5 separate regions of the Mus musculus genome follow, and regions 2, 3, 4 and 5 are each linked to region 1. Evidence: chromatin contacts called from public Hi-C data. All regions are on one chromosome and are shown on one strand. Each heading gives the region's core, a stretch centred on a gene start, on an enhancer-like site or on the middle of the called end of the contact. The rest is flanking DNA. Distances are from core to core; before and after follow the strand shown. Region 1 overlaps Gm38631 (a long non-coding RNA gene). Region 2 overlaps Wdfy1 (WD repeat and FYVE domain containing 1). Region 3 has its middle 48 kb from the start of Gm24160. Region 4 has its middle 16 kb from the start of Scg2. Region 5 has its middle 100 kb from the start of Scg2.

Region 1 (5,639 bases), core at 1,986-4,485:
GGAGAGCAGTCACCCCGCCTTGCTAATTGGCACTACTGTGGTGCTTAATCTCAATTATAATTAGATAAGATCTGGAACCACCAAGTTTCCAGGCCTGTGAGCATGCCTGTGCTGGGATTATCTTGATTAGGTGGACTGAAGTGGGAAGGCTCATCCACCATGGATAGCACCTTTCTGTGGATGCATAAGGAGAAACTGAGCTAAGCACAGACATTCATGAGTCTCTGCTTCTTGGTTGTAGCTACAGTATAGGCAGCTACATTGAGCTTCCGCTGCTGTGACATCATCATGTTGAACCAGTGCCTCCCACTGTGAGCCAACATAGAGCCTTTCTCACTTAAGTTGCTTCTGTCAGAGTAGTTGTTATCATAACAGGAAAATAAAGTAAGATAAACACTCTAGCAAGGACAGTGTAAATGATGGACATTTCTGCAATGTCAGCAGAGACCAACATGAAGCCACTGTCATGTCCATGTGAATGACAAACACGGATTAGTATACATAAAATCTTTCCATAAGCAAAGCCACGCCTTTTGACTCTGACCTCAGCACCAGAGTGCCAGGGCATTGTGGACCACACAAATAATGTCTGATGACAGTGCCCATTGCCAAACCAAAGCAGAATACTAAAAAGAATAAGGAACGGATCACTGTGTGCACAAGAGAAGTCTCAAAATGTTAAAAAAAAATCATGTTCTCACTTATGTATCTTCTTGGATCTTAACATCTTCATTTACATAAAAAATATTTTTTTAAAGTAAACAAACACTAGGGAGATAATTCAGTTGGTAGGGTGCCTTCCTTGTGGGAGGAAAAGAACTGTGTTCCATTCCTAGCATCGAGAGAGAGAGAGAGAGAGAGAGAGAGAGAGAGAGAGCTTACTAGACACGATGGCATGGCTTGTGCCTGTAATCTCAGCACTGTGGAGGCAAAGAAAGGTGGGTCCCTGGGGCTCACCAGCTGTCCTAGTCTACTTGGAAAGAGCCAAGACAATGACAGATTTTATCTCAAGATATGGATGGTTCCTGAGGAACAACACCTACAGCTGTTCTCTGGCCTCCACATGCATACACACACACACACACACACACACCAATTAAATGCATAACTGAGCACAATAGGTCACATCTGCAATCCCTACCCTCAGAAGCCCAAAGCAAGAGAACTGCAGTAAATTTGAGTCCAGCTGTAGAGGAAGGCCCTGTCTGAGAAACACAAATGGAGACACCCTATTCAAAAATCAGCAGGCGTCTTCCTTATCTTAGCTCGGAAACGCCTTCATTTCTATTAAAATGTGTGGAATCATTTCTGTCAATATGCTATCCAGGGCTAGTCAGATTCGTGGGGGAAATCTCACCAGTGGTATGTGTGCTGGGCTTATCAGACATGGGCTGACCCGGAAGCTAAGGGCTGGAGGAAGGGATCATCTCACTGCATAAGCATCTCTGATGATGGTGACAGACAAGAAGCTTCGGAGACCCTGGGAACAAGCCATTCTCGGGCTCAGAGTCACGGGTTCTGCATCTGAGGCTCTATCTGTTGTTTGATGTTTCTCCTTACAGCACTTACCAGGAAGCTGATGTAGCACAGAGCCAAGCAGAGAAAGAAAGGTGGGTAGCCAGACCTTCTGCTTACCCAAGGGTCTCCCTGTCCCGCTGCCTCACAGCACCCCCTGAGAAAGCCTTATCAGTTTCTCAAACAGCCTCTGAACCTCTTCCCTCCCAAAGATGAATACATTAGATCCCTTCCAGCCATGGAGTTGGTTGTTGTTGTCGAGATCCTTATACACACAGCGTGAGTTTGTCCTCTGGAAATAACTGGGAAGTATCCAGGAAAAGAATTACTGCAAATAAACACTACAGTGAATGCTCCCTGAAACCTGATGCTAGGTCTGTGGAGTAGCTGTTTTTAAAAAAAAATCACAATCGTGTGTGTGTATGTGTGTCTGCGTGTGTGTGTGTGTGTGTGTGTGTGTGTGTGTGTGTGTGTGTAAGAGAAGCTGAGGTTTTTTTTTTTAATCAAATTTAACCGAGGCAATAAATTAATTTTATATTCCAGTGGTAGAAAAATAATCTGGTCTCTCATCTGGAAGCCAGGAGAAATACAAGTTTCTCATTTCTCATCTTGGGAAGATGCCAGGGGCCAGTAGGTGGGAGAGGTGAGGGGGGCAAGGGAGAAGTTTTTCTTTTCTAATCTTGTTTTCTTTTTTTTTTTTTTAAGTTGTATAACACGTATTGTCCTGCTTAAAACTCCCTAAAAAATAAAAAAAAAAAAAAATAGCTTAGTCTCCGGCTCCAACCCTCCATCTGCTGTAAGGCAAAAGTCATGGAAACTGCACCTAGGCCAAAGGAAATGATAAAAACGGTTTCCGTGATGCCAAAAAGGGACATTGGTCTCCACACAGAGGCATCTGTCAAATGCCAGCTCGTTTCCCGGCTGATTCTCCCCAACTCTCGCTATTTCCCATCAATATTGTACCAACCTTCAAAGCCCAGCTCAGCAGTGCCACTAGCACCTAGTGGATGGAAGGAGGCCAGGCAGGAAGCTGGTATGCCTTTTGTCCCCTGAACAGCAAACAATCCCAAGCATGGGCTGCAAAAAGGCTAAGAAAGCCTGACTGAGTGCTAGTCTGGCTGGGTGCTGGCCTGGCTGGGTGTTGGCCTTGGCTGGGTGCTAGTCTGAGTGTGTGCTAACCTGGATGGGTGCTGGTCTGGCTGTATGCTGGACTGGCTGGGTGCTGGTCTGGCTGGGTGCTAGTCTGGCTGTGTGCTGGCCTGGCTGGGTGCTGGCTCGTTACTGTTTTGGTAGAGTGCTAACATGGCTGAGGGCTGTTTTGGTAGGGTGCTGGCCATAACCCTCTCTCCTACAAGGTTTGATTTCATCCTTCTGCTTTAAAGTCCTGCTTCTCTCAAAAAAAAAAAAAAAAATGCATTCTTCAGTGGGGCAGACACTGTAATAAATAACTGCAAACACCTGAAATTAAGTCAATGTAAGTATGAAAGTAAAAGCAGGAAGTAATTAAGAAGATGAAAATTATTATTATCAGGAGTTGAAGGGAACTGTAAATATAGACAAAAATATTATGTATAAGTAGAGACTGGCATGGTGAAACCTGTCATAATGTACAATTAATATATACTAAGAAAAAAATCATTTTGAAAAATCCTCCTTTTCGCCCCAGCCTCTCTCTGACTCATATCCTGCTCTCTAGCCCCACTCTGCCCGGCAGCCAGCCTGGCCTCCTTGGTCCCTTCTCAGGGTTGCTACATTACTGTACCCTCACAGGAAGTCTCTCCCCTAAGGTTTTCAGGGCTTGCTCATCAAACCGTCAGGTCTTAATGAAATGTCATCTTTCCCAGGAGGTCTTCTGGGACCATGGATTGAAAGGAACATCCCTCCACTCCCACCTGATGCCCCCATGATATTTGTTGCCATCTGACACACAGGTTATTTATCTTATCTAAGCTGTGATCAGAGTCCCTGTAGGATGGATGCAAGCTCTTCAAAGACAGGGGATGATTTTATTACCGTTGTCACTACACACAGCTTAGTGCACATCATAGAAAACGTCCAGTGTGATGAACAATTAAACCACGAGTTAGACCTGAAAACTGCCTTTGTACAGGAGTTAACACGCACACCCCGTTTTCAACACCCTATCTGTCACTGATCTCTTGTACAAGCCAGAAAGAGTCCTTGGGGTTTCCTACACATTTCATTTAGTTTGTTAGGACTTCGACTTTTCATTGTATATTCATGCAGAATGCTCTAAACGCCAGCTATCTTGTGAAGACTGTAAAGGCTTCATCAAACCAATCCAGCTTCTTCCAGACCCGAGGCTGTGCTGCGCTGAGACGCCATGAGCGGGGTTCCTCCGCCATCCAGTGGACACCTATGGAATTACAACTACGAAGAAGATTTCCTGCTTTCACGCATGCGCTTGAGAAATACCTGCTTATTGAAGTCTCTTCCCCAACCCCAAAAAGCACCCCACCTCATCCTCTGGCCAGGCCTCGGTTTCCAAACGTCCCTTGGCTAGAACTGTTTTAAGTTACTGATTTTCACTCACATGGAAAATGAATTTCCTCCTGGCCCAACAAGCAGGACTCCATCCTCCCAGCTACCCCTAAATTCGGAAACCCTGCGGGGGGCGTGGGGCAAGACTCCAGGAGCAATGTGGGGGAGGCTGGCGGCCCTCCAAAATCAAGCCTGATGCGCCAGCTTGGGACGTCCTAACATATATCTTTCATTCCAAAATCAGAAGCCAGGTGCTAGGTATAAACTCTTAGGAGAGAGTTGTTTCAGTCATTCTGTATCAAGACCAGCAGCGGGTCCTTGTTTAGAGGGCAGAGGTGAAAGGCGGTTCCTTTAGAAGGCAAGATGTTGAAGCAGATTGAAGGGTCAGGTCTGTGACACAGGGCGGCAGGTGAGGCGGGAGAGGCGTCTAAATTCAACTTCACAGGCATACGAAATACCTTTGGCTCCGCCTAGCTAGCTGTATGTGACAACACAGAGTACTGAGGGGAAAGGATCCAGGACGTAGCTGAGCCACCTCAGCTTAGCCTGTCTTGACAACAGCCATCAAAAGAGGCTGGGAAAAGGCTGAAGACCAAATGATGTGGCGTGTTGTCATGAGACAAACCTCTTGAAATGACCCCCATGTCTTACTTATGGGAAGGAATCGTGTTAGTCAAGATTTTGGAAACTGCCTGCTTTTGCAGTATCTATAGAAGAAATGAAGTAGAGCATAGAGTGTTAAGATTTCGTCTTCATGGATACAGAAAATGTGGTACATTTACACAATGGAGTACTACTCAGCTATTAAAAAGAATGAATTTATGAAATTCCTAGGCAAATGGATGGACCTGGAGGGCATCATCCTGAGTGAGGTAACCCAATCACAGAAGAACTCACATGATATGTACTCACTGATAAGTGGATATTAGCCCAGAAACTTAGAATACCCAAGATACAAGATACAAAGCACAAGAAACTCAAGAAGAACGAAGACCAAAGTGTGGGCACTTTGCCCCTTCTTAGAATTGGGAACAAAACACCCATGGAAGGAGTTACAGAGACAAAGTTTGGAGCTGAGACAAAAGGATGGACCATCTAGAGACTACCATATCCGGGGATCCATCCCATAATCAGCCTCCAAACGCAGACACCATTGCATACACTAGCAAGATTTTGCTGAAAGGACCCTGATATATCTGTCTCTTGTGAGACTATGCCGGGGCCTAGCAAACACAGAAGTGGATGCTCACAGTCAGCTATTGAATGGATCACAGGGCCCCCAATGGAGGAGCTAGAGAAAGTACCCAAGGAGCTAAAGGGAACTGCAACCCTATAGGTGGAACAACATTATGAACTAACCAGTACCCCCCAGAGCTCATGTCTCTAGCTGCATATGTATCAGAAGATGGCCTAGCCAGCCATCAGTGGAAAGAGAGGCCCATTGTACTTGCAAACTTTATATGCCCCAGTACAGGGGAATGCCAGGGCCAAGAAGTGGGAGTGGGTGGGTAGGGGATGGGGGGGGGGGGGTATGGGGGACTTTTGGGATAGCATTGGAAATGTAAATGAGGAAAATACATAATAAAAAAATTTAAATAAAAAGATTTCATCTTCAAGAGGGA
Region 2 (5,639 bases), core at 929-3,428, 980 kb before region 1:
GTTAAATTCTTAGATCACAAACAGAAATTGAAAGTAAATCTTTTATACTTAGTTACATTGTAAAACAAATAGTTTCTATTTTTATACAGTATAGTAAAACATTATTTTCAGGATTCAAAATGCTACCTGGAAGTGGTTTGTTGTCCTTGTTGTTTCGGAGGGTTTTTTTTCAATGTAATTAGTTAACTACGTTGCTTTATTTGTATATGAGTCCTAAGGAGGTTCTCTAGCCAAAAAAGACAAAGCTGTCAGTACTAACTGTTGAAATTAGACCCCATGATAAGTGTTTCTTCTCCATGTGCCTTCCTTGTAGATATGGGATATGACTCCTGTGGTGGGCTGCAGCCTGGCAACTGGATTTTCTCCACACTGATCCCAGAGCTGGGTGATGTCTGCTACACGTGATGCATAGCATCCTCCATGAATGGAGACCCTTCATGTAGCTCAACAGCCACTGTCGTGTAAATGGACATTAGACGCCTAAAAAAACAAATCAATATTTTTTAAAAGAAAAAAATCTATATAAAGGTGTGTTTGGGGGTATTTGTGGAAATTGTCTAAAAGGTCTGTCCACAACGGACTCCTAAGGAGTAGAATTTCCTCAGCAAAACTGCCTCATGAACATTGAACCAGTGGGTAAGGAGGGAACAATGAAGGGTTTAGAAGGAAAAATTTTTAAATGAAAAAGGTTAGTGCTTAGAACTTCTTAAATGCAAACCCATGAGCACACATGGAGTCTCCCGAGAGGGTCCTTGAGGCCCCTGAGAGTACTCAGATACACAACCAGGGGCTGGGGGAGAGCTTTCTGTCTTTCTTCAGGGGAGGTGGCCAGATGTGAGAAACCTATGCTTGCCATACAAATGTCCTCTACACCGAGTTACTGATAAACCTCATCAAGGTACCTGTTCTGTCAGGTGGTGTCCTAATCTGCTCTTGGGTTTGGCTCACTCTAGTTGTTTCTGTCCCAGCCAGTGTCCCCTGGGTGAACCTTTACAGCTGTCATATAACAAGACAGAGCACATTCATCTCCTTCTCCCAAACCTGCCCTGTGGACAAAGCTTTCTTTTATGGTGCTGATGTACAAGCCTCCTGACATTTTTTTTCTTTGTAGCTAGTCATGACCCATGGCAAACTCAGCTACCACCATGGTGGTGATGCGTGCCAGCAGCCTACTCCATGGAACAGCCCAGTCTTGCTAACTGATACATTTGTTTGTAGTCCCAAGACCAAGCCCTTGTTATATGGTAGCAAGTTATGCCCCTCAGAAGTACTCTGGCGCTTCTGTATTATGTTGTAGCTGTGACCAGTGTTAGTCATGTGTCATAGAAAGAAATTGGTGGCCCATTGCTAAAATTATCAGTCAGGTCTTGTACAGTAATCCCTAACCTGCAAATCACTTACATAGCATTTAGAAAAGCTGTTGTATGAAATGTGTTGTCCAATTTTTGGCCAGATTACCAAGAGATGTTTGTGTGTGTTTGTGTAAACAGAAAGTAGCACATGAACTATTCCAGTAGAACCGTGGGAGCCTGCTGCTTGCCGGTAGGAAAGGCCTACTGCTTTAACGGATGAATAATGACTACCTACAGCATCCGTGTGACTCTTGCTAATGGGTATGGATTTAAAATCTCACTGTAGCACTGTGTTGGGTTACATCAAGATCAAGGCCATTCTGCCAGAGAGGACTAAGGCTTTATCACTTTACCAACATGGCTAACAAGGAGGTGGCGCACGCCTTTAATCCCAGCACTCGGGAGGCAGAGGCAGGCAGTTTTATGAGTTCGAGGCCAGCCTGGTCTACAAACTGAGTTCCAGGACAGCCAGGGCTACACAGAGAAACCCTGTCTCAAAAAAACAAAAAACAAAAAAAAAAAAAAAAAAAAAAACAGGCAGAAAAGCTATGGGGTCACAATGGATAAAACACAAACAATGAGGAAAGGAAAGGCAGCCAGGCATAATGGGCTCTGTATTTACAGAGAGCTCTTGACTTGAGAAATAAGACCAAAGGATGTTTTGCCCCCTTTATGTTTTATGTAGCGTCACTTTTAACTGCTGGTTTTTCATTGGATTCCCCTTACACTATACAAGATGTGGATTGCTCCAGTGCTTTGGACAAGAGAGTGGGTGACGTCGTGAAACCACAATGTAGAATGCTCTCCTCGCTGCTTGGTTTAGCTCAGCCTGTGGTTCTGCCCACGCAAGGGAAACAGACCATGGCGGAGTCATTGCCCTGTGGAATAGTGCTGAGCCAGGCGTGGGTTTATTTTCTTAAAAGCATCTGTAAAATGTGACTTTTGGATATCTGTGGTAGATCAAACTGAATATTCCCTCTCCTTTTTAAAGCCTCCTGATAGAAAACCCCGTGCCTCATAGAGAGCATGTAGTGGTTGGTTTGAGCCTTTTAAGAGGCTATTAGAAATCAAGGAGGAAAAATTATATTTAAAGAAGAATTAGAGGGAGGGACCTTAGGAGGGAATGCAGGCTGAATGCACTTCGCTCCTCACTTGAGCCTGTGGTCACATCTCCTTTCAAAAACGTGCTTGCCAGGCTCCCCTATGTGTCAGGTAGCAAAGGGGGCCATATTTTTTATAGAGGGTGAAGATTATATTCTCAAGTTTACTGACTGAAGGGACAATAAGGCTCAGGCTTTTTGCCTTATTTGGATTCTGTTGCTAAACACATCACTTAAGAGAGTTCCTCAAGTAACAACTATGTCCTTTCCATCCCAGAATTCTCAAGCTAATTTGTACAGACAAGGATCAAGAAGTAGAGGGTGTTAGACAAGAGTCTTGAACTTAGATCTAGTATGTAATAAAGTGATGCCGAGTCTTTATTCTCAATGTGTTCTTTACTGGTCCTTTATTAGTTGGTCCTAGTGATAGCAATAGGCCTGTATGTTGGTAGAAACCACTTCTTATTCACTAGACTGTAATTGTTTACTATGTCCCAGTTTTAACTTGCTGCCTAGTGGGCAGCAATAGACACTGTTGCTGTAGACTATGCTTTGTTCTCCCGCACCAGTGATTCAGTTTGTTAACATCTATATTTATTAAACTTGTCAAAATTGATAAATAGAGTAGCAGCTCAGACCCAAGAAGATATTTTTGAAAATCAGGGTTTCATTAAAAGTACTTTCTAATATCTCCTAAATGACAAGCATCAAGTTACTGTTAATGACAGTGATCTGCTCATTCTACATGGGAGGCTTAACAAATAAGTAATATATGCTGACTTCTGCAAGTGTCTGTTGCTTAATTGTTAATTGTGAGCAGATTATTGAATGCCTCATCTATTTTCTGCAGTTTACTACACAATAACTCTTTGAATAAGTTGAAGTTTAATCGTGCAACAAATTTCTATCAGAGAACAATGTAAAGTATTTTACTCTGTAGCCTTTTTTTGTTTTTTGACTTGGGAAGCAAAAGGTGACATTAAGTAAGTCAATGTGTCCTTGTACAACTGTGTTTCCATAGAGTAGGATGCCTTGTGTATCCGAGAGACGCTGCAAATTTTTGTTCTTTCTACTTGTGGGTTCCATTTTTGTGGGCTTTTTTATTTTATTTTTAGTTTTAGTTTTGAGAATACACATATAACAATAAAATACCCCTTGCTTGTTCCTTAATTTGTGTAATTTTGTTTGCTCTGGATAGAGCTCGGGACACGTCTATGTTTGTCACACTTACGTGTCATCCTGTGTGCTGGGCAAGTTACCTACATTATCTTGTTGAATTCTAGCATCACCCTTCAAGTTCATTTTCCATTTGCATTTTACAGATGACAGAATGAAGAGTCTGTCTGGTCTGACTTAAGAGCAGGCACCTTCTCCATGGGCCCTGTCTTACAGTGCTAGCAGGTCATGCTGTTGCAAATGAGGAGTCTGTCTGTCTCTGTCCATGTGTCTGACTTAAGAGCAGGCACCTTCTCTGTGTGCCCTGTCTTACAGTGCTAGCATGTTATGCTGTTGCATGGGAGAGTAGGAGGGTAAGTGTGGTCTCTGCTGAAGTTTAGGAAACTTCTGTGAGTCACCAGTTAGCTCAGGATAACTGCACAGAACTGCATAGAGAAGAGACATCCTGGTCCCAGCTCCTCTTCTGTGCTCACAGCTCAGCCTTGTGAGGTTACATGTGGGTGGTTCTAACCAGTCAGGTTACTGTGTGTTTCTCAAAACTAGATATGACTCCTTCCTCTCAGCATCAAAATATTTTTGTGATGGAATAGGAACTGGGTGTGATGACACATACCAGTAATTCCAACATTTGGGGATTCAGGCAGAAGGATCTCAACTACACAACTTGAGGCCAAACTAGGCTGCATGAAATCTGTCTCAAAAAGCAAACAGTAAAATTAGGTTCTACCAAGTGATATGAAATATGGTGCTTTTAAAACAGTCTAGAACTAGAGAGAGGGCTCAGCAGTTAAGAGCACTAACTGCTCTTCCAGAGGTTTTGAGTTCTGTTCCCAGCAACCACATGGTGGTTCACAACCATCTGTAATGGGTAATGCCCTCTTCTGATGTGTCTAAAAACAGTGTACTCACATACATAAATTAATAAATCTTTTTAAAAAAATAAAACAATCTAATCTACCCTGCAGAGAAAGCACCATAAAACTTAACATTGTCTATCTTTCCAATGTTTTCCATACATGGCCGAATTTCATTGCTGTGCACACTGGGCCCAGTATTTCTTGGCTCTTGCTGGAGTTGGGTGTCTGTAACTCCCTGAGATCTGCCTAGCAGTAGGGAAGAAGGTCTCATTGTAGATGAGGGACTCCTGTCACCACCTGTCACCACCATTTCTCCCACAGTAGTCATGGGAACACATGGAGAACGGAGAGTGCCTCCACCCCGGAGATCACATGTGCTCCAGACCTGAGGTCGACACACCACAAACAGGAATACAGCTCCATTTTCTGCACTCACCAAGGTAGAGATGTATGTGATCTGGGGACAAGGGAAGTGGGTAGGGCAGTGTGTGTTTCAGTTACAGCATAGTCTTGACTTTTATAGCACTATTTCATTTTTGCATTGTGAAATTATATTTTCACATTTCTGATAACTAGATTAGAGGAAGAATGGGGCCTGGAGAGATGGCTCTGCAGTTAAGAACAGCACCCGCATTATGCTATGCATAGAGAACATGAGGTTAGTTTGAGACTTCTAAGGGACCAACAGAAATCAAGGGAAAATTTTATATTTAAGGGAGAATTAATGAACGGGACCTTAGGAGGGAATACAGGCTATCTGAATGCACTTGGCTCCTCACTTGAGCCTGTGGTCACTCACGTCTCCTTTCAGAATGCACATGCCAGGCTCTCCTTACATGGCACACGTCATGAGATTCCCAGGAAGCGAGTTATTGTTAATGAGCACAATCTACAGATAGTTCTGTTGTGCAGTTTTCCTCAAGCTGTTGGAAGGAGAGGAACTGGAGAGCAGCTCCTAAAAGCTGGGCTGTCTCCACAAAACCACGACACTGAAGGGAGGAGAAGGCCCATGGCAGAAACGTGTTTCTGGATTTACTGGTGTGAAACACCCCCACCACCACTCCCACCACCAACACACACACACACACACACACACACACACACAGTTGTTGTTGAGGCAGGGCTTCATGCAGCCTAGTCAGTCTGCAGACTCT
Region 3 (5,639 bases), core at 2,103-4,602, 840 kb before region 1:
GCCATTGACTTCCATCAGTGAAGAACAATGACCTGGAGTATAAGCCCAACAAATCCTTTCTTGCCCTCAGTTGCTGTTGGTCACAGTATTTTATCACAGCAACAGAAGCAAGCCAGATCAAAGCTGATTTAAAAAAAAAATCAAACAAAAACAAGCACTTGGATATAGGGAAGGAACATTCTTTTTATGGTAAAGGAAAATAAATGCTATGGATTGTTTTCCTTTAAGAGAACTTGGCAATTTGTAGTAAAATGTAAAACACACATCCTCATAAGAAGCAATTTCACTTCTAGAAATATGTATATGTTTAGGAATGAAGAAAATGAAAGTAGCAATCACTAATTCAAATGTAGCTTTGGTACAATGAGCACTTGAGGCTGGATGCTTGTCCCATATACTTTGTATTATTATGTACCAAGCATCAGGACATTATTTAAGAAGTTCTGAAAGGCCAAAAGAAAACAGTGTGTATGAGCCAAAGTGTAAGAACAGTGAAATCAATTTCTATCATGAATACATCCCGGTTTTATGATGGTATGTGTTACATTAAAAACATTATAAATAATGCAATTCACAAACAACAAGTGCATTAAAAATTTGTTTGATTGTTCACTATGAATTGAATACAATAGCCCACACCTAAGGAAACAGATTCAAATATTAGGTGGCTTAACTATTTCCTAAGGATGAGAAGGAGCAATATTTTGAACAAACGGAGACATGTTATGTCAATTGCTAAGTCATCTGGTGAGGATAACAGTTGCTATAGCAATCCAGAGACAGAACCCACCACATGCTAATTTCTGTGTCAGGCATCCTCTGATTCCTGCTGCCCTGAATTTATCCAATTTCTATATCTAATATTACCTGTGTGGTCCATGGAGTACTACAGCAATGGCTGTTGATTCATCTGCTATACAACAATCCATTTCGTCTGGCTCAGGTTTAAGTCCCCATTGTTCCTTTCCAACTACAATCACCTCCTAAAATAAGACTATAGACTACAGACACCAGAGAGAAAGGCAGTGCTTTTACCTGTAAGGTTTGCTGACCCTGTTTCTAGAAACATACTTTATCAATAAGAAGTTTCGTTTATAATCTAAACAGGACCCTAAGCACACTGCTAAAGACAGGCCCCGAGCTAGACTTTAATGCTAGCAACCTCACTTCTTAACTGTGTGACATTGACAGTCTATGGTCAACTGTATTTTTATCCCATTCTCCATAACCTAGAGACAATTATACTTTCTTTATGTACTTTCAATGAAGACCAAATAAGTCAACGTATATTACAAAGTATTTAGTATAGTAGCTGGCACATATAAAAGCCTTCTAAATTATAGCTGCTGGAAGAAGCTTTAGTTATGAGGTATGTCGGTCCCTTCCTTGCCACGAAACTGTGTATTTATGTAGGGATGCTGGTTGTGGCTCCATTCTGGCCATTCCTAACAGATAATGTAGCAGAGTAAATTCTATGCTAGCCTCTGGCACTTCTTTTTTTTTCTTTTTTTCTTTTTTTTTTGTTTTTGGTTTTTTGAGACAGGGTTTCTCTGTGTAGCCCTGGCTGTCCTGGCACTCACTTTTTAGACCAGGCTGGCCTTGAACTCAGAAATCCGCCTGCCTCTCCCTCCCAAGTGCTGGGATTAAAGGTGTGTGCCACCATGCCCGGCTGCCTCTGGCACTTTTTCTTTCTTTCTTTCTTTCTTTCTTTCTTTCTTTCTTTCTTTCTTTCTTTCTTTCTTTCTTTCTTTCTTTCTTCCTTCCTTCCTTCCTTCCTTCCTTCCTTCCTTCCTTCCTTCCTTCCTCTCTCTCTCTCTCTCTCTCTCTCTCTCTCTCTTTCTTTTTTATTAGCCTGACTCTTTGCTGCTGGCTTTAAGTACCAGTGTTGTGCTTATAACTGGGCAATGCAGCTATGTTTTTGGGACTCAGCTGGACAAATGTGGAAGCTACTCTGGGAGGAGCAAGAGAGACATCAGCGAGTTTGGATGGAAACAAATGAAAGAAATGAACAGAGGCAGCAAAACACATTTTCTGAGACTGTTTGACCAGCTAATAAAAGTAGCTTGATAGTGACTAGTTTTATCATCAATCAACTAATTCAATTAGTTTTTTCTTGTGATGAGATCTATCTATATAGCTAGGCTGGAGTCAAACTTGAGATGCTCCTGCTTCAGCCTCTGAAGTACTGGAACTGCAGGTATCTGCCATTAGGCCTAATTTTAAAAGAATGCAATGAGGACTAAGAAATTTGGCATACTCCTTTTACTTTGTTGTCCTGAAAACAGATGAAAAGAGCCATGAAAGACAGGATGATAAAAGAATAGAATGATAAAGTAAGTTTGTAAGACCCCCAAGAGAGTTTTCCTAACTGTCTCCATGGTTGATAGGGTAGGAATGTCTCCATCAGAACTCACATTAAAATTAAAACCTCATTGGGACTTAATAAGAGGTTTAGGTCACCAGGACAGAGCCTTCATGAATGGGTTCATCCATTCACAGATTAATAGACAGGTAAGTTATTTCATCATTTCAAGAGTGGCTTTGTGATAAGATGGAGTTTGGCTTTATCTCTCATATGTACTCACTGTATGGCCTCCTTTTATTCTGAGGACCATTCCAAGAATACCTACCAACAAGCTGTCTACCAGAGATGGCCTCTCAGTTTTGGCCTACCAAGCTGCCAACATTGTAATAAAAAAATTCCCTTTATAAGTTGCCCTACCTCAGGCTTTCTGCTCTATTTTACAGAAGCAGAAAATAAACCAGGTCTTCCTTTGCTTTGAAACAGATGCTTATCCATCGCAAATTCTATTGTTTAAATAAATATAGAAGAACAGAATGTAAGAGAATTTAAGACTATCTTCTTTCTGAATGACTATTTTATATTTTATTGACTAAAATCATTAAACATTTTCTACACCCTAAGGAAGCACATTTTGTGATGTCGCCTGTTGCATAGTTACTGTGATTACTAATTTAAATGGCTAATTTGGCTTCTTCTGAACATATTGATTTATGTGCTCCTTAGGGAGAAAATCATAAATTATCTCATTGGGGTTAGATGGTTCCTGTCAGTCTAGTAAATTTCATGCTTAATACAGACATGTTTATCAGAAAAATCCAGAAGCCCATTAGAACTTCATGAGTTCTGAGAGTGAGGATCGTTGTTAGATTGAATCAAAAGCTATAGGATTCAGAAATGCATTGCATGTGGGAAAACAGCAATCTTAATGTTGCCATATGTTCACTGTCTTTGCTTCTCAGTTTCAAACAAACTCTAAGTCAGGTTGGCTGGATGTGAAGCCAGAGTTCAAACAGGCAAGCACACCAACCTGTGACTCATTTCCTTCCGTTTCTGACTCATAATTCTTCCTTGTTCATTCGGATCGAGGCAAAAGGTTTCAAGATAAACTTCCTTGAAGAGCTTGGCCTTCTTTTGTAAGGAGGCAGGGAGGCACTTAATGTCACTTCCATTGTTTTTTCAGATATGTATTGCCTTCGATGGGCAGCATTGTGACTGCCATTAAGTACTACCCACAGGGTTCAAGTCTCTTTTAGTTTCCATTCTTCCAAGCATATTCTCCATCAGTCTCCAGGATGACACATATTAACTTTCTTGGAACCAATCAGAAGGCCCTCTCTGTGGGAAACTAGTAAATCTGAGGTGACTATCAAAGTTTCCTTTCAATTTTGTTCCCTTTCGACGCTTCCTTTCCATTAGCTATCTGCCAGTTACCCCACCCACTTGGGAGATTCAGCTTGCGATTTCAGTGCTACTTTTCTCCTTTCTTGTATCCTGATGTCCCAGTGCCCGCCAGATTAGTTGCAGAGCAGGGCTGATAGAACCATTCCTAAAGGAACACGGCAGTTGAACTGAAAACAAAGAACAGATGTTGAAGTAGAAAGCTCGGATTCACTGTGTAACCAGAATGTATAAAAGGCATTATCTTGATGTCTATGGGCAAACTTAATTACCCTATCTCAAAATCATGTCTTCTATTTGGAGAAAAAAAAAAAAACTTAGGAGGAAATTGGGTTGAGAGAACAGGAAATAAGTTTATGTAACTGGGGACTTTGAAAGAAGCCAGTTCTGGGGGAAGAAGAGAAAGCTCACTGAGTAAAGAAAGCCTGCTGTGTAGTCTTGAGGACCTATCTGAGTTTGGAACCTTAGCACCCACATGAAAGTTGGTGAGGTAGTATGCACCTATAAACCCACTTGTCCACAGAGGATGGACAGAGACAGATGCATCCTGGATGCTCAGTGACCAGACAGTGTGGCCCAGATGTAAGCTCAAAAACCAAGTGTAGCTCAAAAACTAAGGTGGAGACCAATAACAAAAGGCATCTGAGGGTGAACTCTGACCACTCCTCCTCATATGCTCAGCTGATTGCCAATGCAGATATATTTAAAAATAAAAAAAAAAGAAGCCAACTCTAAATTGGAGTATATTTTTAATGGTGCTTTCCTGTAACGAACAATGTATTCTTAGCCAGAGTGAATTGGACTTGTAAGAACTAAGCTCAGAGAAAACATAGAGCCTTAAGTTCAAGACACTGTCCACCTTGGCTTATCCTAGAGGTCAACACAAGATCAGTTTGAAGGAAACCTCCCATAGTGTCTCTTACGGAACACAGGCAGCTTTATTTAGTGAGGATTTCAAATCCTCAGCTAACAACAATCAGAAGCATATAGCAGGGGAAGGTGGAATTGCACACTTGGTCTTAAGCATAGTCTGTCAACGTAGCTTCTTTTTGACAGCACTGTAACAAACAGTGATGTTTAGCAAGTCCATTTTAGAATATGCTAGAAGTAAAGAAGATAAAAGTATAGGGGTCAGGGCATATCCTATCAATAAAGGAAGTGGATTGCTACCCTGCCCCAACCCAGTCCCAAGGATTGCTTCCACTGAAGCTTGTATTTAACTGTGCCTTAAATAGTGTGGGTACAGAAGGTCACCTAATGCTAGTATCAGATATTAGGGGACACAGTGAAGGCACTGAAAGAGTCTATATTTGCTCTTTCTGAATTGCTCCCAGAATCTTCTCCATCAAAGGGAGTGTCTCTTCTGGTCTAGGTGGATGCTGTGCTATATCCTTGGTAATGAATTCTTGTGACATGCTGTGAATAATTTCTTGCCTTTGCAAAATGAATGGTTTTTCCTCTTGTGATGACTCAAAGCAATCTCTTCACTTTTCCTTAGTGATTCTGATATTGATAAGAATCTAGTTTATTTGTTGTAAGTCCCAGAGGTCAGCTCACAGTGTTCTTCAAAGTGAGTCATAACTGAAAGTTAAATGCATTACCCAGTCCTTAATGAGAAAGTGGGTGTGAGATCTCTCTGTAGTTCATATGATTCACAAGAAATAGATGAAAAGGGCTTGTGGAACAGTATCAATGCGACTGACTGTGCCTTCTCTCCGTAATTACAAGACCCCAATCTTCTTTGGGCTCATACAGTCAATGAAAAATCAGTTCCTGTGGCAAACCATCTCACTTAAATGCATGAGTCAATAACTGGAGCGCCTGAGCATCTTTCAGCTGCAGGAATGATAATTTTTACTTTGCAATTTTATTTGGAACATAGGACATCCTAAAAAGTTTCCAGGGTCTTATATTACTGTGGGATTGGCACCTACAG
Region 4 (5,639 bases), core at 802-3,301, 700 kb before region 1:
TCTGCAAGTTTGTGCAAAGGACTTCCAAGAAGTAGTGCTTTTAGCATTTTCATGTATTTTACATTTTCCCTTTTACATGCCAGACAGTGGGGAAGAGCAAGCAATTCTCTTTCATCTCTATTTCCTCTGATAATGTTTCTTCCCTTGCATCTATATCATCAGGAAAATATGTGTGGAGGAAAATTGGATTCTTGCAGTGAAAGTGTATTAGATGCCAGATCAAACCCAAGGACCCCAAAGAGATGGGAGCTATTGATTACAAGTTACAGTCCACAATTCTCATGAATTCTCATTGTATCCCAGGACCCAGGAACAATCAGAGAGTCTGGCTGACTTCTCTGTAATGGATGAACAACTCAAAGCCCATTGTGTCATGTGTCTAGGGCAGGGACAAGAGAAATAGCAGCAGCATACTTGAGCTAAAGCTGGAAGGAAGCTCAGCTCTTTCCTAAATTCTTCTAACTCCCACTTGTCCATTCTTCTTCAATTTGTGATTTAAGTCATTCATGATTCGTTGCTCATTAAATCTAGGGGACTAATGGCTAATATGAGGAAGATAAATAAAAGAATCAAATTTTGCCTTCTAGTTGCTCACAGTCCAGTTAAAGAATACTGACTTATCAATGTGTGCATTTGGAAAAGCTATAGAATAAAGCTATACGTAAGTGGAAAGGGTAGCATGAACAATGAGCGATTTAGGGGTAATCGTGGAGAAGCTTTGGCTTTCCTGCTCTCTGTCTCTGCATCTGAAGACAGATAGCGGAGATGAACAGATCAAACATACCACATCAAATAAGAAAAGACAAAACTGTGTAATCCATTCTCCACACTGTGCAGGCAGTGGGTAGTCTCTGCCCTCTATCTCTTGTGCCATATTTCCCTATCCTCTTTAAGAATGCTGGAGGGATGTAAAAAGTTCCAGAACCAGAATGAACTACTATCTATGGTGTGGTGTCAGAATGGAGGCTGGCTGTGATTTCTATAGGTACTAACAAAGAGGAGGGAAGGTTTGTGGATAATCGGTCTCATCTGGCTTCCAGGGGCTTACCCATGACCTTGCCCTGTGCTTCCTATACTTTAGTGTTCAGATGAACAATTGGGGATCTTGTAATGTTTTTAAAAATAAAAATCTTTTATTTTTCTTTTTGGTGCTCTGGATTGAACACAGGGTCTTGTACATGCCAGAGGAGTGTTCTGCTACTGACCTACGTGGAAGTCTCTGGAGTCTTGCCAGAATGTCAACTGTGGTTAGGTAGGCATTGAGTCTGAGATACTTGATGTAGGTGATGAGGTTAGGCTGTGTGTGAAGAGCAGAGTTTTAGAGTGAAATGTTTTGGGTAAAGGAAGCAGAGATGGCCCCTGAAACTCTATTTTCCTCCAGACATTGAAATTTGCTTGTATGAAATTGAGAAATAAATAAAAAGTTTTGGGCATAGCAATCTTCTGATTAAAAGAAGAATTGCAGCCCGTGGGACCATCTTATGGCTCCTATTGGCATCCAATTACCCTTTAATACTCACCTTCAGCTTTTTTGTCTAGCAATAACAGGTAATGAATCCAAAGAGGTAGGCTTATGCCCTGGTTACAATAACCATATATATTCCGTAATTTTTCTTTGTTATATCTGCATATCTATATTTCCAGGACTTTCCCACATTAGTACTAGTCTTTATGAGCTAAGAATACTTAGTCCATGAAATAATCTGTGTCATTTTAGACTGTGGCATTGATTCCTCACCAGGAGGATTGCACTGAATTTATATTTATCTTTCCTGTGAAGGGAACAGTTTGGATCTCTGATAACAGGCTGCCCTAAATAGCAAACAGGGCAAGGACACCCTTCCCAAGGTGCTGGCATTTTTGGTTATAGAGACTGCCTTTCCCTCCAAAGATACAACTTTTGTTTTAAGTGAGAACAAGGACAGAGGCAATATTTCATCATTTATCTAGGAACAGCATCTTTGAACTTCCTTTCAGAGTACTGGAGGAGGCCATGAGAGAGAAGGAGTGGAGATGCTGAGCACAGTCATGTGTCTGCACCCACATCCTGGCCTTGTAATCACATCTATTACTTGTAAAAGGAACAAATGGTGAGTCAGGAGATCTTGCATAGGTCACTGGGTAGCAGGAAGTACAGTTTCTGCTATAGAGTTAATGGAATTGATTTATCTAATCATACACACTGCAAGTTAAACACGCTCTCTGTCTCTAGTCTGTTCTTGCTTTTGATGAGCAACTTCCTCAGATCACTAAGAACAAATAATTCTCCTAGAAATGAGAAAAGTGAAGGAACATTAATATAAAAAGAAACCAGAACAAAGGTGTTATTCATTTCCTGTCTTGTGCATATGCATCACCCCTATAACACTGTGGGTTGCCCTTGGTACCATGACAATGCTGTACACATATCTTTGGGCACCTTGCCGTCTCATTTTATCTGCAAAGAAGAATTAATTGGTATACCTTGATGCATAGGGCTTATACCCCAGGTAACTATGGTTCAAAGAGAAAATCACTTTAGATTCTGGGATGCAAAGCCCAGTTCTGAATGCCATCAGTGAGTCTCGCCACAGTGTTTCATGTGCATGATGCCTGATCCTGTTTCCTACTCCTGAGACGCTGAGAGTTAGTCTATGGGTGGAGCTGCACATAGAAGATTTGCCAAGAGAAGTATAGATTTGGGGCTGTTGCTCTGGTGGTCAATCTGTTTAATGTTTTCTTGAAGTTTTCAATGATGTATGACAATTAGACAGTACATTTAAATAAGCTGAGAAGGGCTTTTGTAAACATCTGGCTTCTGTCATGATCACAGAGATTTTAGATCCATGTGAAGAGAACAGTGTGGTTTTTCTCTTCACAAGGTTAAATTGGAAAGGTTTAAGCAGTGGTCTAGTTCCCTGTCCAGCCCCTTTGACAGTCTAGGTACAAAGTCTTTCCTTTCAAAGGCATAAGTATCAAACAACATACACCCAATCAGGAGATGCTGAGAAGCTGACCCTTCACAAGTCCCAGTGTTGGCAGGAAAACAGAGGCTGTGGTTTTTGTTAGCTTCAATTGTGATGCTATGTTAGGCCAAGACTTTCTATCTGACATTTTAAGACCCAGAAGCTCAACACACTGCCAACTGGTGGAGGCTCGGGCTGAGTAGGAAGCTTCAGAAGTTAAAGGCTAGGTTAATGTGAAGTATATGTGTAAATAAAGACAAAGTGTTGCTGTCAGGGAATGTTTGGTTACTGGGGTTTCTTTGCTACAGTAGTTTTTATAATTTATTGAGTGACTCAGGCCAGTAGCTGGCCATTTGCTCTCTGACAATTTAAAAAACTTCACAACAAGTCTTTCAACCAGAAATGATCTCAGAACTAAGAACACTTGACTAGTAATGGCTAAATTACGGGCTAAACTTATTGGTTAAGTAAGCCAGTAATAGGCTTTTAATGTGTTCAGAACGTTTCTCCCGTTAACATCAAGTAGGAGAACTCTAGTGGCAAAACTGACCATCACAAAACTAGGATCTGCAAATCTCCCAAGGTGACCAGTAACTCTATCAAAAGGGAGTGCTAACATTATGGAAACCATTCCCAAAGGCCATGTCTTCATGTATGTAACAGAAGATTCAGTTACATAGCAGAACTTTTTACTTACACCAAATTGCCACATTTCTAAGGCAATTTGGCTGGATTTCAACTTCAAGCAATGTCTGTTAATACTATGTTGTCTTCAAGAGGAAATCAACTTCACAAATTAAGTATGCCAGTTTATTATCAATGATCTAGATATTTTCATAGATGATCAGTTAGTTCGGTTCCAATATTTTGATACTTCTGATGCTCTCTCCAGAGTCCTGGGCATTTAAATCCATTTGTTCCATTTTACCTCACTGTTGTCTTAGTGGATTTCCAGAGGGTAATAGAGTGGAGCACATTAGCCTCCCTTAGTAGATGGGGGTCTAGATTTGGAAGTGACTGTCCTATCTACATCATCCTCTTTGCCAAATAAGGCATGAGAACAGCTAGATGGGAAAAGAGGCTCCTTATTTTATGGAAGGAGCTATGGAGTCATATTAAAGGTTCTAGCTATAGACGGGTGGGTTTTACTTTCCTAACGCTGCGACCCTTTAATACAGTTCCTCATTTTGTGGTCATCTCCAACCATAAAATTATTTTGCTGCTCCTACATAACTGTAATTTTGCTATGGATTATGATTTAAGTATTTATACTTGACCCCCAAAGGGATCAAGACCCATAGGATGAGAGCCATTACTATAGATGGGTAGGTAACCATGGGCATCTTAACAACCTGGAACAAAAATTTGCTCTTAAAACCAGAATCCATATTTTGAAATGTTCTGTGTCCTAAGTAAGCCTTTAATACAACCATTCTCTAACCATACAGCATTTTGGTAGATTAGGGAAGTCTTATTGTCTCTTGATTTAGCAGATTTTTAGTGTTCACCTTGGCATCGATTTGAATCTACCCTCAAAAATGATCTCCTTATATTGTACCTGATCTGAGTCTGTCACCAGGGGCTTAAGAGTTTGCCATAGTTTCTTCCAGTCTGGTAGACACTAGAATCATGAGCTTGTCTTGGAAGGTGCTTCATAGTCACACAGCAATCTCTTTTCAAAGAAATCTCCTGCCACTCTGCAAAATATATCTTTGGACCACAGTAGATATTTTTACCCAGAAGTTTCCACATTTATGCTGATTTCTTACTCTATTTGAGACTTTATGCATACTACTTCTTTGTCTGAAAAAGAATCCTTCATTAATTACCACCCTCTTCACTCTGTTAAATTTCTTTCTGGCAAGCAATTCTACTTTGAGGTACAGGTCATGCCATTTCTCTCAGGAGGCCTTCATTGAGGCCTCTCTATGTGTCTCTCCCTCAAGACATTTAACAAATTTTTTTCCCACTAGCATGCCTACTACAAGAAAGAACAGAACTTCCTTTGAGACTCCTGAACATTCAGATTTAGAAATAGGTTATAAAGGATGGGGAGGTGGCTCAGTTAATAAAAGGCCTGAACAAGCATGAGAGTTTGGATGTCCAGTGCCTAAGTAAAAGCCAGGTATGGGGGTGCACATCATAATTCTAGTGTTGGAGAAGCAGAGACAAGCTGACCAATGGAGCTCAATGGCCAGCCAGTCTAGCCAATCAGTGGTCTCCAGATTCAGTGAGAGGCTCTACCTTATTTCAAAAAATAGGGTGGAGATTGATTAAGGAAGATATCTGACACTGACTTCTGGCCTCTCAGATTATCTTTGCATACATGTGTGTGTGTGTGTCCATGTGTGCACACAGAGTGTGTAGATAGTAGTGTATTTTTGTTGTTTCCCCATATAAGGAAATGAAATAAAGCAAATACAATTACAGAAAGAGCAGAAGAGTTAAATTAACTTTGTTTAGAAGCATACCTGATCCCCTCATGATTACAACTCCTAGAAATTCATTTAAAATTTATCAAATGAAGTCACAATGCAATTTTAAAGCAAGAGGTTACTCCTGGGGTAACCAGGACAGCAGCTCAACTGTGCAAGTCCTATTATACAATATGTAAAATTCAGACCAGTTCCTTGAGTTGTATACTGGGCACTTTTTTTTTTCCTGAAGAATTATAATGAATTCTCTAAAAAGGCT
Region 5 (5,639 bases), core at 1,944-4,443, 610 kb before region 1:
TGCTCAGGTCAGTTTTATAGCAAGGATGTCCCTGACTGCAGGCCCAAAGATACCTATGAAAGTGAATACTGAGTTTCATTGAAAACCCAAGGTTTTGGAAATGTCAGAGTCATGGGATACATATGGAGGAAGGATGCATTATGGTGTAGAACCAGCCCAAGAGATTGAAGTGTGTTGTAGTCAATAAACCTGAAAGGAGCTGGATATCTGAAAAGTCCTGTGATGGTTTGAATATGCTTGGCCCTGGGAGTGCCACTATTAAGAGGTGTGGTCATGTTGGAATAGGTGTTGCTTTGTTGGAGGAAGTGTGTCATTGTGGGTATGTGCTTTAAGATCCTCATCCTAGCTCCCTGGAAGTCATCTTCTCCTATTTGCCTTCAGAACAAGATGTAGAATTCTCAACTCTTCCTATACCATGCCTGCCTGGATACTTCCATGCTCTGCTTTGATGATAATGGACTGAACCTCTGAACCTGTAAGCCAGCCCAAATTAAATGTTATCCTTATAAGAGTTGCCTTGGTCATGGTGTCTCTTCATAGCAGTAACACTTAGACAAGCCCGTTGACATCAGACACAGAGAAGCAGAATTTGGAGTTTGTCTTCCTCTCTTTTGGAATGGTATTGTATATTCTGCTCCATTGTATGTTGGAAGTATGTCATGCGTGTTTTTTATTTTGATTTTACTGGAAGTTACAGTTAAGAGATTGCCTGAGTCTCAGAAGAAACTTTGAACTTTTAAATAGAATTGAGGCTGTGATATACTATTTGGACATTTGAAGTTGAACTAAATGTATTTTGCAGTATGATATGGTTACAAATCTATGGGGGTCAGAGAGTGGAATGTGATGGTATGAATGAGATTGGACCCATATTCTGATTTGAATGCTTGGTCACCAGTAAGTGGAACTATTTCAAAATACTAAGAGGTATGGCTTTCTTAAAGAAAGTATGGTACTGCGGGTGGGCTTTGAGATTGAAAAAGCCCATGCCTAGCCCAGAATCTATCTCTCTCTCTCTCTCTCTCTCTCTCTCTCTCTCTCTCTCTCTCTCTCTCTCTCTGCCTACAAATAAAGATGTAGCTCTCAGCTGCTGTTCCAGTACCTGCCTGTATGTAACCATGATGATAACTGACCAACTCCCTGAAACTGTAAACAAGCCTCCAATCCTCCAATTAAATGTTTTCTTCTATAAAAGTTGCATTAGTCATAGTGGCTCTTCACAGAAATGAAATAGTGACTAAGAAAATATGCCTTAAATGGTGAGGTTTTCCTAGTACATGAAGTAGATCAGGATGAAGCTGTTATTTGCCTTTTCAAAATTATGTGACTTTAGGCTTAAAACAAGAGTAGACAGGCAAGGACAGAAAACAGGCTGCACACACAGCAACATCTATGGAACAGAAACCTATAAATGGAAGAAATAAAATATTTTGCCATTTTGTTTGTTTGTTTTTAAAAAACTACTCCATGGGGGGGGTTCATTACTAGAACATACTGCCCTTTGCTAGCATAATAAAAAAAAAGTCCAATGTGAATAGGATTTCAACTATAAACAAACAACTAGGGAATATAAAGACTGAAGCAAGAAAAAACATTCATTTAGAACAAGTTAGAAATGATACAACTTCAGTGGAGAATTATTTTGGTTCATGAAATTTAGATTCTATTTTAACACATTTTACTGGATAACGTGCATAGACACATCTGAAAGAAAATTAAAGTAAAATATAATCTATGTGTTTAGAAGCCTGGAAGACACATTCCCGGGAATACACACTCAGCTCTCGGGCATCCTCACAACTCAGAATCTTATTAAGAGCATGAACATTTTGAAGACAATTGGTGTCAGTCACAAGCTGCATCAGCACAGTCTGGCCCAGTTCATTGATGTTTTCCTCAGCTCAGGAACAGAGCAAAGTTGTGGAGCTCAGGCTTGTCTTCAGGTCTGTGTTCGGTGACTCAGTATTTCTCCTCACTCTTCCTCAACATCCTTCTCTCATCCTTTAGTCACCAGTGTCACTTCTGTCTCCTAATGGTACAAGGGTTTTTTTGAGTTAGAAATTGGAAATGCTATTCCTATTGGTTCACAGTAAAAGAATCCTTTTTCTCTGGATGAGCTCACCCTGAAAGCTAATTTAAAAGGTGAATGTGAGACCCATGTGAGTACAAACTATTTCCCTATGTACTTATTGCTTATCCTAAAGGTAATAAGAATCATTATCACCCAGAATCATTATCAACATTTTTTTTTTTCATAATAAATGCTGGCGTGTGCTCCATTTCGAAAGTGGGATATAAGAAAACTGATGTTCAGTTACTCAAACCTGCAAACCACATGAATCATAAAGATAAGGTCAGGGTCTTCCCATTCTTAAATCATATATTTCATGGCATCATATTTTTTCTACACTAGGAATCTCCTCCAGTGACAATCTACTCCAGTGACAACAAACATCCCAGGTATCCCCTAGAGTCTCTTTCCAGACCATTCTCCCAAGGCAGGGCTATCATACTACATTGGAGACCTACTGTGCTCTGACCTTCCTGAAACATGGTATTGCTCCCATATCCCATCAGCAGCAACACTGTCTTCAAGCACTGTAGCTTATAAGCTACCATTTTAAACAGACAGAATTCTACCCTGAGATAGATTGCATCTGTCTTTATAAAATTGTTCCTTTGTCTTTCTAGACTGCCATTTTCAGGTCTTCACACGTGAAGCACACTTCTTGTTTGATAAACTGAAGATAGAGTCAAGTTCACGTTTTCACTTTGGGATTATTTTATTCAGAAGCATTTTGTGACTTTGGAGACCCGCAACACAGAAGAGATGACTTGAAGGAGTACCTGATTAGCGCTGAATAATTCAGAACTAATCAGAGCATATTTTAAGCTGGTTGCCTAAGCTAACACGTTCAGAACACGAACCATATGATCACACAGGAAAAAAAATTAAAAGAGGAATTCTGCAGCTAAAACAGATTTAGAATTAACATTTTAATTGTAGCAACACTTCACAGCCCTCTCATTTTCTTTGTCTCCCACAGAATGTGTTTCCTCCCCAAATCCTGATATTTTAATTTCTCTCTATGGTAGTGGTTATTTTAAGCCACACTACCATTGCTTCTCATCTCGGTACATCATCGGGGAGAAATATGACAGCTCAACTCTGCACAGTCCAGGCAGATGAGAGCCAGGGTGAACAGCTGCTTTTAGGGACAGCAGGTTGGGGAGGGGTGACACTGCTCTGGGAATCAGAGAGATATTAGGAAAACAACCAATGGGCATCATTCCATAGAGGCCATGGCTCCAGCCACTCCAAAATATGAGCTAGGAGGAAGAGCTATCAAGTAAGCATGACTAACTAAAATATCCAGACCTCGATGACCTCTTTTAAAAGATAATGACAGACGACTAGGCACACTCCATAAACATCATGCATCATGCCCCAGTAAAGACACTGATTCTCATTTTAGAATGTTCTTGCCTCCTTGAATTGCACGAGTATCTATTTTTTTTCCTGACAATTTTCATCTTTATACACACTCAAGTTCCTGGCAAGTGATGTATATCCTTTATTCCCCCACCCCCTTCCTCACTTTCTCAATTCTTTTTCCCTCTTCTATTTCCAGTTTATATCATCTATTTTCTGGGTAACACAGGGTGAGGGAATAAAGGGCTGAAACTTTGGGAATGCCAGGACTGGATGGCTGATGAATAAGGTGATTTTCCCAGAATCTCTTCAAGATGTTGTCCTTATAGAACCAACAACTCAAATGATTCTAACAGAAGGTTATTTGGTGCCTGTCTGAATTCATAGCCTTTGCATCCATTCTGAAGCAGTCAGAACTCCAGGGAGAGGAAAGAGCTCTGCAGATGCTTTTAGGAGCCGAGTCCTTTTACCATTTTCCAGGGAACCAAACCCTACTTTTTAGAAACCCCGGGAGAAGGTGAGCTAGATTTAAATCAAAAGATCCAATCGGTCCATTACCTTGTGATCTTTCACTCTGCTAGAATATTCAAGCATTCCTTTCTTTAACGTTGTAATTCTTTACTGTGGAATAGCTTGGGGAGTCAGCTCTGTTCTAAGAAGCAGAACTTATGATTGAGCAAAGAAACATAATTTGTATTATAGAATTCTTGCTATAATAAAAAAAATCCTTAAACAGTAAAAAGAAAAATTCAAGAATTTATTTAACAGTTTTCACACTTGTTAAAATGAGTCATAAGAACTGGGTGAGCATGACGTATGTAATTGTGAGCAGGCCCCAAGGCAAGCATAGTACAATCTGTTGAGAGGCAGAAAATTAGTCAACTGTTAGCTGAGCAAATTGGGCAAATAACTTCTCTAAGTTATCTAAGTTCAAAATGAAGGATTCCATAATCTGATCCTCTTATCACATTTTAATATTTCAAACTAATTTAATTAATAATTAAATTATTAATTTTAATATTTCAAATTATGGCTGTTTGCACCTTTCATTTATCTACATCATCTCTAATAAACTTCTATTATTTCTCTACTTACTGCTCCATATAGATCTGATTTGAAGACTAAAAAAAGAAAAGACTATAATCTACCTTCCTGGTACAGGATAGACAACCCAGAGACAGGTAAGATTAATATCAGTTCTAATTTCTTTTAAAATGTCAAAGATTTATTTTCCCATTTTTGCAGGCTGCCACGGCCATTTTTGTGTTTTAGATACAATTTAATTTGAAAGCACCTGACATTTTCTAAATCTTTGAAGGTTATGTTTCCTATGCCCATCTTGAAGAATTTGTTGAGGGTGGAGAGCTAGCTCTGAATTTAGAAGTTCTTGTGGCACAACCAATAGGACCAAGGTTTGGATACTGGCACCCACACAAGTTGGAAATCATGCAAGCCTATATAAGCCCAGCTTTGAGAGGAATGGAGAGAGGAGGACTGAAGAGGCTGGCTTGTTTGCAGCATAGCCAAGAAAATGTGAGCCCCATGTACATGGAGAGACCTGACTCACAGGAACAAGTAGAGCATGACAAAGGACACCTGGCACCTCTTCTGGTCTCCATGGGTACATGTGTTATGTACACACATTCCAACATAAGTGCACACGCGCACATGCATGCACACACACACACACACACAACTAAATCATTCTTTAAGAAGGAACTATATTTGTTACAGTTGGTGTGTATGCTGTTCTGTAAAAGGCATTAGCAAGGAATCACCTTTACATCACGAGCTCACAAGTTCCCTTTCAAAAGGTTGTGACTCCGGCTTTGGTAGAAGGACAGAAGTGGTTACTAAAATGTTGGAACTCTGAGTATGCATCTCTGTAAGACTTGATACAGTTCTATAATTCAAGGTAAGAGTCCCAATGGTTACTGTAGAGGCATTGCCTGTCTTAGCTAGCTACAGTGTATCCCAGTATTAACACTCTGTGCTGGGGCTCACCAATCTCTCTCCTCCAATGTGCAGAATCAGTTTATGAGTTCCCCATTGAATGAAATTCAAGGCAAGAATGATAACATGCTAATTAACTGTCACATATATTCTAAAAGAGTTGTTATCCAACCATATGAGTTGAATCAATGTAAGTTACATAACCACACATGTTTTAATGTGACTGGTGATTAACTCTACTGAAACAAGACAT

What was found. A called contact is a pair of places that touch in the nucleus more often than the background predicts.
Region 2: a contact with region 1 is called in a Hi-C map of bone marrow-derived macrophages, with 11 read pairs. The contact joins two enhancer-like sites. A contact is called at or near these places in 3 of 484 Hi-C or Micro-C datasets (the 63-12 cell line, B cells and bone marrow-derived macrophages) and 4 of 115 datasets of contacts at active chromatin or transcription factors (acute myeloid leukemia, embryonic basal ganglia, extraembryonic endoderm stem cells and 1 more).
Region 3: a Hi-C map of the N1E-115 cell line shows a contact between it and region 1, with 5 times the contacts expected there. The contact joins two enhancer-like sites. A contact is called at or near these places in 4 of 484 Hi-C or Micro-C datasets (the N1E-115 cell line, cortical neurons and muscle stem cells).
Region 4: a contact with region 1 is called in a Hi-C map of the N1E-115 cell line, with 6 times the contacts expected there. The contact joins two enhancer-like sites. A contact is called at or near these places in 31 of 484 Hi-C or Micro-C datasets (the AML12 cell line, the AtT-20 cell line, the C2C12 cell line and 20 more), 9 of 115 datasets of contacts at active chromatin or transcription factors (SST interneurons, VIP interneurons, embryonic basal ganglia and 6 more) and 2 of 9 other capture datasets (adipose tissue and pancreatic islet).
Region 5: a Hi-C map of muscle stem cells shows a contact between it and region 1, with 3 times the contacts expected there. The contact joins two enhancer-like sites. A contact is called at or near these places in 3 of 484 Hi-C or Micro-C datasets (cortical neurons and muscle stem cells).

Annotation. Positions count from the first base shown.
Region 1 is chr1:78,722,892-78,728,530 of GRCm38.p6, reverse strand. The region is part of intron 2 of Gm38631 (a long non-coding RNA gene); the gene reads right to left. Gm33693 (a long non-coding RNA gene) reads left to right here. Exons shown (of 5, transcript XR_865566.2): 4 at 1,563-1,610; 5 at 1,728-1,872. Among named protein-coding and RNA genes, the nearest start is that of Gm38631, 5.7 kb to the right of the region's middle. Within about 2 kb of position 3,235, at least 102 of the 459 cell types and tissues checked have an H3K27ac peak or open chromatin away from gene starts, as enhancers often do. A contact at or near this core is called in the N1E-115 cell line, bone marrow-derived macrophages and muscle stem cells, where this site is marked.
Region 2 is chr1:79,700,245-79,705,883 of GRCm38.p6, reverse strand. Wdfy1 (WD repeat and FYVE domain containing 1) reads left to right here. Exons shown (of 12, transcript NM_001111279.1): 12 at 314-3,622. The coding sequence ends at 373. Among named protein-coding and RNA genes, the nearest start is that of Ap1s3, 31 kb to the right of the region's middle. Within about 2 kb of position 2,178, at least 32 of the 459 cell types and tissues checked have an H3K27ac peak or open chromatin away from gene starts, as enhancers often do. A contact at or near this core is called in bone marrow-derived macrophages, where this site is marked.
Region 3 is chr1:79,559,109-79,564,747 of GRCm38.p6, reverse strand. No RefSeq gene overlaps it. Among named protein-coding and RNA genes, the nearest start is that of Gm24160, 48 kb to the right of the region's middle. Within about 2 kb of position 3,352, at least 36 of the 459 cell types and tissues checked have an H3K27ac peak or open chromatin away from gene starts, as enhancers often do. A contact at or near this core is called in the N1E-115 cell line, where this site is marked.
Region 4 is chr1:79,421,288-79,426,926 of GRCm38.p6, reverse strand. No RefSeq gene overlaps it. Among named protein-coding and RNA genes, the nearest start is that of Scg2, 16 kb to the left of the region's middle. Within about 2 kb of position 2,051, at least 3 of the 459 cell types and tissues checked have an H3K27ac peak or open chromatin away from gene starts, as enhancers often do. A contact at or near this core is called in the N1E-115 cell line, where this site is marked.
Region 5 is chr1:79,333,210-79,338,848 of GRCm38.p6, reverse strand. No RefSeq gene overlaps it. Among named protein-coding and RNA genes, the nearest start is that of Scg2, 100 kb to the left of the region's middle. Within about 2 kb of position 3,193, at least 8 of the 459 cell types and tissues checked have an H3K27ac peak or open chromatin away from gene starts, as enhancers often do. A contact at or near this core is called in muscle stem cells, where this site is marked.